Regions from separate parts of the Rattus norvegicus genome. Here region 2 is linked to region 1. The links are chromatin contacts, called in public Hi-C maps. All regions are on one chromosome and are shown on one strand. Each heading gives the region's core, a stretch centred on a gene start, on an enhancer-like site or on the middle of the called end of the contact. The rest is flanking DNA. Distances are from core to core; before and after follow the strand shown.

What was found. Hi-C and Micro-C count contacts between places; a contact is called where the count stands out from the background.
Region 2: a Hi-C map of the A7r5 cell line shows a contact between it and region 1, with 4 times the contacts expected there. The contact joins two enhancer-like sites. A contact is called at or near these places in 10 of 12 Hi-C or Micro-C datasets (the A7r5 cell line, the Rat2 cell line, Schwann cells and 6 more).

What each region holds. Positions count from the first base shown.
Region 1 is chr6:112,161,023-112,164,515 of GRCr8, forward strand. No RefSeq gene overlaps it. Among named protein-coding and RNA genes, the nearest start is that of Lrrc74a, 45 kb to the left of the region's middle. Within about 2 kb of position 1,894, at least 48 of the 93 cell types and tissues checked have an H3K27ac peak or open chromatin away from gene starts, as enhancers often do. A contact at or near this core is called in the A7r5 cell line, where this site is marked.
Region 2 is chr6:112,299,272-112,302,764 of GRCr8, forward strand. No RefSeq gene overlaps it. Among named protein-coding and RNA genes, the nearest start is that of Cipc, 25 kb to the right of the region's middle. Within about 2 kb of position 1,695, at least 14 of the 93 cell types and tissues checked have an H3K27ac peak or open chromatin away from gene starts, as enhancers often do. A contact at or near this core is called in the A7r5 cell line, where this site is marked.

The DNA.
Region 1 (3,493 bases), core at 644-3,143:
CATTACTGCTGATCTCAAGGTTCAGGGCACCGTGCTGCAGTTCACAGTTCTCCCACAGCACTCACTGCTGGCCACGCAGCACCGTGTGAAGTCAAGACAGACAGACAGACAGACAGATGAAGTCAGGGGCTGTTGATGACAGCAGATGAGGAAGGTAAGAACAGGGACTCCTCCTTCTCATCTCTGATTTGTTCCTAAGCACTGGAGCCTTTTATATTGAGTGCACCAAATTTTACACATGTGTTAAGTACACATGATTGCGGTGTGCATGTATGTGGTGCTTGTGCAGTTGTGTACATATACATCATCCATGTCCCGGGATCATGTGCATGTGTCACCCCTCAGGCCCAGCCACAGTGGGTGTTCTGATCTTCACGAAAGCTCTGTGAGACATGTGCAGCTACATACACATAAATAAATAAATCCACTAAACTGTGGTTTTAATCCCAGCACTCTGGAGGCAGAGGCAGGCAGGTCTCTGTGAGTTCAAAGGCAGCCTGGTTTACATAGCAAGTGAGGAATACATACTGTGACCATGTTTCAAAAGCAACAACAATAACAACAACTTAAGACAGACGTGGTGGCACATGCCTTCCATCCCTTAGGAGGCAGAAGCAGGCAGGTCACTGGGTTCAAGGCTAGCCTGGTCTACAGAGCAAGTTTCAGGACAGCCAGGGCTACATAAGAGAGACCCTGTTTCATAAATAAATAAATAAATAAATAAATAAATAAATAAATAAATAAGGACAGCCAGGGCTACATAAGAGAGACCCTGTTTCATAAATAAATAAATAAATAAATAAATAAATAAATAAATAAATGGTCGGTGAGATGGCTCAGCTGTTAAAGGCTAACCCCACAAAACCGAAGTCCATTCCCCAAGTCCATTCCCACATTTAAAACAAAATAACAACAAAACAAACAAAAACCAGACGCAGTATCACAAATCTGTAGTCCCAGCATTCCTATGACAGGACAGGAGAATCACCCAGAAGCCCTTAGGCCAGCTAGCCTACAGTACATAGTATGGTAGAAATAAGGAAGACCCTGCCTCAACAAGGCATAAAATTGTCTTCTGACTTCACCTGTACCTTGGGACACACACACACACACACACACACACACACACACACACACACGTTTAAAGACATGTATTTAATGTATAGTTACTTGTTTTATGAGTGCTCTATCTGCTTATACACCTGCACGCCAGAAGAGGGCATCGCATCCCATCACAGATGGTTGTGAGCCACCATGTGGTTGCTGGGAATTGAACTCAGGACCTCTGGAAGAGCAGTCAGTGCTCTCAACCACTGAGCTAAGCCATCTCTTCTCCCCCACCCCCCACTACTCTAAAGAATAAAAAAGAAGGACGGTGGTTGAGGACAATAGCTTATGTTGACGTCAGACCTCTACATGCTCATGCTCATACAAAGGCAAAGGAAAGGCAGCGAGAAAACGTTCCCCAAACTACCCAAGTGACTGCTGCTTTTGCCATATAAGTTCACACGTGTCACCTAGGAGCATGAGTGATCTGTACACTCCTGGCTTGTAGTTTAAATCGGGTCACACAGCTATCCAGCAGACCCACAGCACTGCTAAGAAAGAAGGATCAGAAAAGCATTGGACAAGCCCTGCACAAGCCCTGGCCAGTCGTGTCTGCTAGTATTTGGGGGAGATAGCCTGAAGCCATCTTCTGGAAACATCAAGCAGACCCCCAACTCCAAGTGGAACCTCAGAACATTCCTAGGATCCTGAGCTCCTGTCTCCCACAAAGATAAATGCCTGTTTTCTTGATGTAACCAGGGAAATGACCAAACTCTCATACTGGGTAGACACTTAACAAATGCTGATTCTTCTCTTGCTTTCAGAGACTGCTCACGTGACTGTTTCCAGCCCTCTCTTCCTGGGCAAACTCTTAGGATCTACAGAGGATGACTCAGTTCCAGGAATAAGCACAGAACCCCATTGTGTCATGACCACATAGTGGACAATGGATCCTTTTCCTCCGGGCTCTGGACTACCTTCGCCCAGCACTCTAGTAAGTCCGCAATTGTGGCAGACATGGGGAACTCTCCATTCCCTCTCGTCCCCTCAGGAGAACACAGAGGGAGCCAAGCAAAGCCTTGTTTACAGAGCCAGGCTTCAAGTTATCAGTACTGACCCTCAGGGGCCTCTAGCTTCTTGCCTTAGCTCTAGACCCTGAACAGCCTTCCAGGATCCTCCAAGCATGGCTGAAGAAACTGGGATCCTGGGAGGCGAGGCTTACCACAGGGATCTTTATATAGCTAAAAATGGAGGCACAGAAATGCTCGAGAGACTGGGTTACAAAGGGACACTGGAGACAAGGACTCACCTCTAAACCCTGCAGGACAATCTTGCTCCATCTACTTACCCCAAGATAGCCCAAAGTGCTTCTCCATCCCCACCACACTATACTCCTACGCTTCAGGAGAGTTTGGCTGTTCCACAGCCATCTGTACAGATTGGAGAGTTTGTCTCCAGCACAAAGGAATGGCTGAAGGTGACAAGACCAAACAGTGGCCCCCAAAGATGAGCATATGTCAATCCCTTACATATTCGCTGTGTTACCTATTATCAATGGCAAAGGGGACTCACTTGTGTGACAAAGTTAAGGATTTTTTTTTTTCCATGAGAAGATTGCTCTGCAATCCAGATGAGCCCTAATCACAAGAGTTCTTAGACAGGGAAGACAGGACAACGGTGGAAGGACACAGGACAAGGACAGACACGGAGACTGAACTGCGCACTCTGAAACGGAAGGAGGACTACAAACAGAAGAGTGCTGGCAATTCCTAGAAGCTCAACAAGCTGAGGGAATGGACTCTACTGGCTGTATGAACTCTGGCCTTTGACCTTTGAAACCTTGTAAGGCTGATTCTGAGCCAGATACACCTGGAGCTTAGCGGGCTTGCAGCAAGACAATCTTCAATTTGAGGTCAGCCTTGGCTACAAAGCCCTTGTCTCAAAAACAAACAAATACGCAAGACTCATTCAGATTCCATACTGTAAGAGTTCTAACATTTTTAGCCACTAAAGTAGAGGCTAAAAAGACAGGAGGTAACAGACAAAGGGGGGAAAAAGTCCAGGCAAGGATGTTGAGCTTCTGGTCCACCCCAAGTCCTGGAGATTTTTCCCTGGGCTCCTGACACAGCCCTGAGCTCTTTTCTCATCTCTCTACCCTTGCCCCAGCTCTAACTTCCTCTGGCAGCTTTACCTGAGCTAATCGGGGCTGATTAAACCCTTGCCGGGCAGCACAAGACATCTGCCCATATCTCTGGATTCTAGAAGGCCCCCAATTGGGTGGTCTGGTTTTCTGACTATGTGCCTGTCTCCGTCTTTTATTCTCCGCAGAGCTGTTTGGGGGTGAGGCTATAGAAACGGAATGGAAAAGGGATTAATGGTATGTGCTACCCCACCTGCTTAAGGAATGTCAAGTGCAGGATGGGTGGCTGAGCAGTTAGGGACACTC
Region 2 (3,493 bases), core at 445-2,944, 140 kb after region 1:
CTCTGGAAAATTCCCTTCATCTCCCTGTCACTTTGACAACTGGGTTGAGGGGAGGGGCCCTGCTGCTCCCAGAGGCCCCCTGCTGACTAGTGGATGGAGAGAAGGCTGTGGCCTCCTGAGAGCACCTGAAGGCCTCCTTCCCTCCTTCCCCACTCCCTTCCTTCCCTTCCTGGGTGAGCGGTCTGGTTATTATTTGTTTCTGCAGGTGATGCTGGCTTCCAAGGGCAAGGCACTCTGCCCCACTCTGTGGCTGTCTTGCTGGCGCCCACCTGGAGCCCAGAGACACATGGCATGGTGTGGGACCCCTTCTCCACTGCCGAAGTGAATACTGGGCCCATTGTGGTGAAATAGTGTGGCAGATTTGCAGTCGCAGGTGCCTGCCCCTTGGCTGCTTGTGCAAGCAAAAGCAATACCTTAGGGCACAGCCATGCTGGTCCCTCCTGGAAGGCTTCAGGGAAAGAAAGGAGCTGTGGGAACTGGTACTTCAGAGCATCTATTCGGCATGTGGCTGGAGCCTGTCTTGGTCCACTTTTGCCTCTTAGTATACCTTCCCAAGGTGTAGGAACAACTCAGGCAGAGAAAGCACAGGCTGTAGGAGGTTGACTCTGGAGGATCTTGAGAAGTGAGTCCTGGCTTCTTCTCCTTAGGAGTACACTGCCTTGGCACCCTAGGACAGACTCCTCAGGATCAGATCAAGGCTGGATCATTCTGGGGGGAGCAAAGGTTTCCTGAAGCATTGCATGTTTAATGACGAGTCACCACGGAGATTATCATTCCCATCAATACAGAGCTGGTCAGAAGAGGCAGCTAGGATCTAGGAGACCTGCCTTGGGCCTGAAAGACTAGGATTCCAAGAAAGGAACAGTGGGCTTTTCGAGTCACTCAGGCCCCACGTTTAAATCAAATCCCTTAAGGTGTCAAGCTTGAGGTCCTGTCGTCCTAAGGCTTTTTACACAGGGCTGGATGGAGTTGGTACGGGACACTCTTTTTTAGCTCTGTTCCCAATTACCAGGTCACCTTGGCCAAGTCATTCCTCTCAACCCACAGCCCTTCTACCCACACAGTGTAGTGCCAAGACAGGTTTGAAAGGGTGTGGCTGAAGAATGCCCAGCTGCCTGCGAACAACATTTCTGCTCTACACCGGAGTCTGACGGTAAAGTTCCATGACCCAGTATAACCTGGTGTGGCTGCGGGGATATCAAAGTGTGATCCGTAGCGACACCTTGTGGACATAGTAGCTAACGGCATCGGTTTACGCAAACGCCTCAGGGTGACTTCCAGCTTCCTTCATTAAGGGGAGAGGAGCTGATTGCAATTAATCACATTCATCATCGTATGTGGGGAGCTGTCTTGGAGCTGGCAAAGAAAACCCCAAATCAGAAGAAAATCTCCCAGCCAGATCTCCCTGCTGTAAGCCTTCAGCCAGACACCTGTTTTGTTTAAATTTTCAAATACCGGCTTGATAGAAGAGTCTGGTGTAACGAAGGGAGGGTAGCAGTAATCACTACGTTAATAAAAATTTAACAGGCTGTTTACTCTTGCCACGGCTCTCACAGGCATCACCTCATTTCCCAACATCCCTGGGAGGTACTTATTCATGTCCCCAGTTTTCAGATGCAGGATGTGAGTGGTGTCTGGGAGGGGAAACTAGATTTCAAACCTAAGCAGCCTGATATCAGACTCCATTTTCTTCTTTGTTTTGTTCTGAGTCAGAGTCTTATCAGGCAACTCCGGCTGGCCTCAGACTCAGGATCTTCATGCCTCAGTCTCCTGTGTACTAGCACAATAGGCTCTGTGATAACACCCAGATGGCCCTAGTTCCCTCCCTCCTTCCCTCCCTCTCTTCCTCTCCCTCTCTCCATCCCCCTTTTTTTCTTTAAAAATATGGCTTCCTTTATGTGTGTAGGTGCTTTGTCTGTGTGTATGTCTGTGTACCACACACCAGCTTAGTGTCCACGGAGGCCAGAAGGAGTTGGATCATGGGGCTGGATGATTGTGAACCACCATGTGAGCATTGGGAATTAAACCTGGGTCCTCTGGAGAAGGAGCCTGTGTTCTTAAACACTGGTCTGTTCTAACCCCACTTTTCTCCCCCTTCTTTTCATTCTTTTTTCTTGAGAATAGGTTTCATGTTGCCCCAGAACTCGCTAAATAGCCAAAATGGATAACCCTGAAATTCTGATTCTTGTGCCTCTACCTCCCCAATACTTCTGGGATTATAGAGCTACCACATACAGTGTTTGTTTGTTTTGAGTTTGTTATTGTTGTTGTTGTTGTTGTTTTTCCTTGAGACAGGGCTTCTCTGTGTAGCCCTGGCTGTCCTGGAACTTACCCTGTAGACCAGGCTGGTCTTGAACTCAGAGATCCACCTACCTCTGCCTCCAGAGTGCTGAGACTAAAAGTGGGTGCCACCACTGCCTGGCTTCACATGATTTCCTATTCAGTGCTGAGGCTCAAACCCAGGGCCCTAGGGCAAATGTTTTATCAATTAAGCTACACCCCACACCCAAATGAACCTCCCATTCCCTCCTTCCTTCTTTGAAGCATTTTATTTACCTGTTTGTTATGCTTTTGAGACAAGGTCTCCCGTGGCCCAAGCTTTCTCAAACTTCAGCTCCTGACCTCCAGCTGCTGAACTGTACTCAGAGCTTCACCATGCTCAGCTGCACTTTTCTATTTTTTTTTTTTTTCATTTACAGGAATTAAACAAGCCTCGAACGTGGTAGACATGTGCTCTACCTCTGAGCCATATCGACACCCCGCCCCCCACCCTCCAATACCTTTTGGTTTTTCCTTTTCTGGATATTAAGCTCAGACCCTCGGGTGAGCTCCCACAGAGATGTAGACTCACCCCACCCTACTATGTGAGACAGGGTCTCACCATGTAGCCCTGGCTGGCCACGGTTGCTACATAGACTAGAACAGTTAGTTAAACTCAGAGTCTTTTTTTTTTTTTTCAAACAGCATCTCATGCTATATTTCTGTCTTCCCTGTCAACCCATCCACCCCGTGTTCATGGTAATCCCTCCAGGTTGCAGAAGATCCCACTTCCTGGCACACTGGTTTGAATTCCGTAGAGTGCTGACGTAAGGTTTTCTTTGGCAGTGAAGGTGGGGGCATGAAAGAGACTAGGCTTAGCCCAGGCTGGAGTCGCAGCTCCTTCCCTCTCACTGTTACTAGTCATGTGACCTCACAAGCCTCGTCTGCAGCAGGCTAGTATGTGGTTCTACCCTTCGCTTCACCACTGGGGTGTAGGAACACCAACGAGACACCGCATGGGTAGGTGAAGTGCCTGCCAGTGACTTTAGGCTACATTCCTTTCTTGCTGCTGGGGTGCCAGACTCGTGGGACACAGCGCTCAGGGGAGGCAAAATGCGGGGTGGGAATTCCTGAGCCTCACATTTTTGGCCTGCCAAATGCCTGCCAAACACCCCCAGCTTTCAAGGGTGTTGGGAAGACTAGAGAAGTCACTTCCTGCTGAGTGGCGTTCATG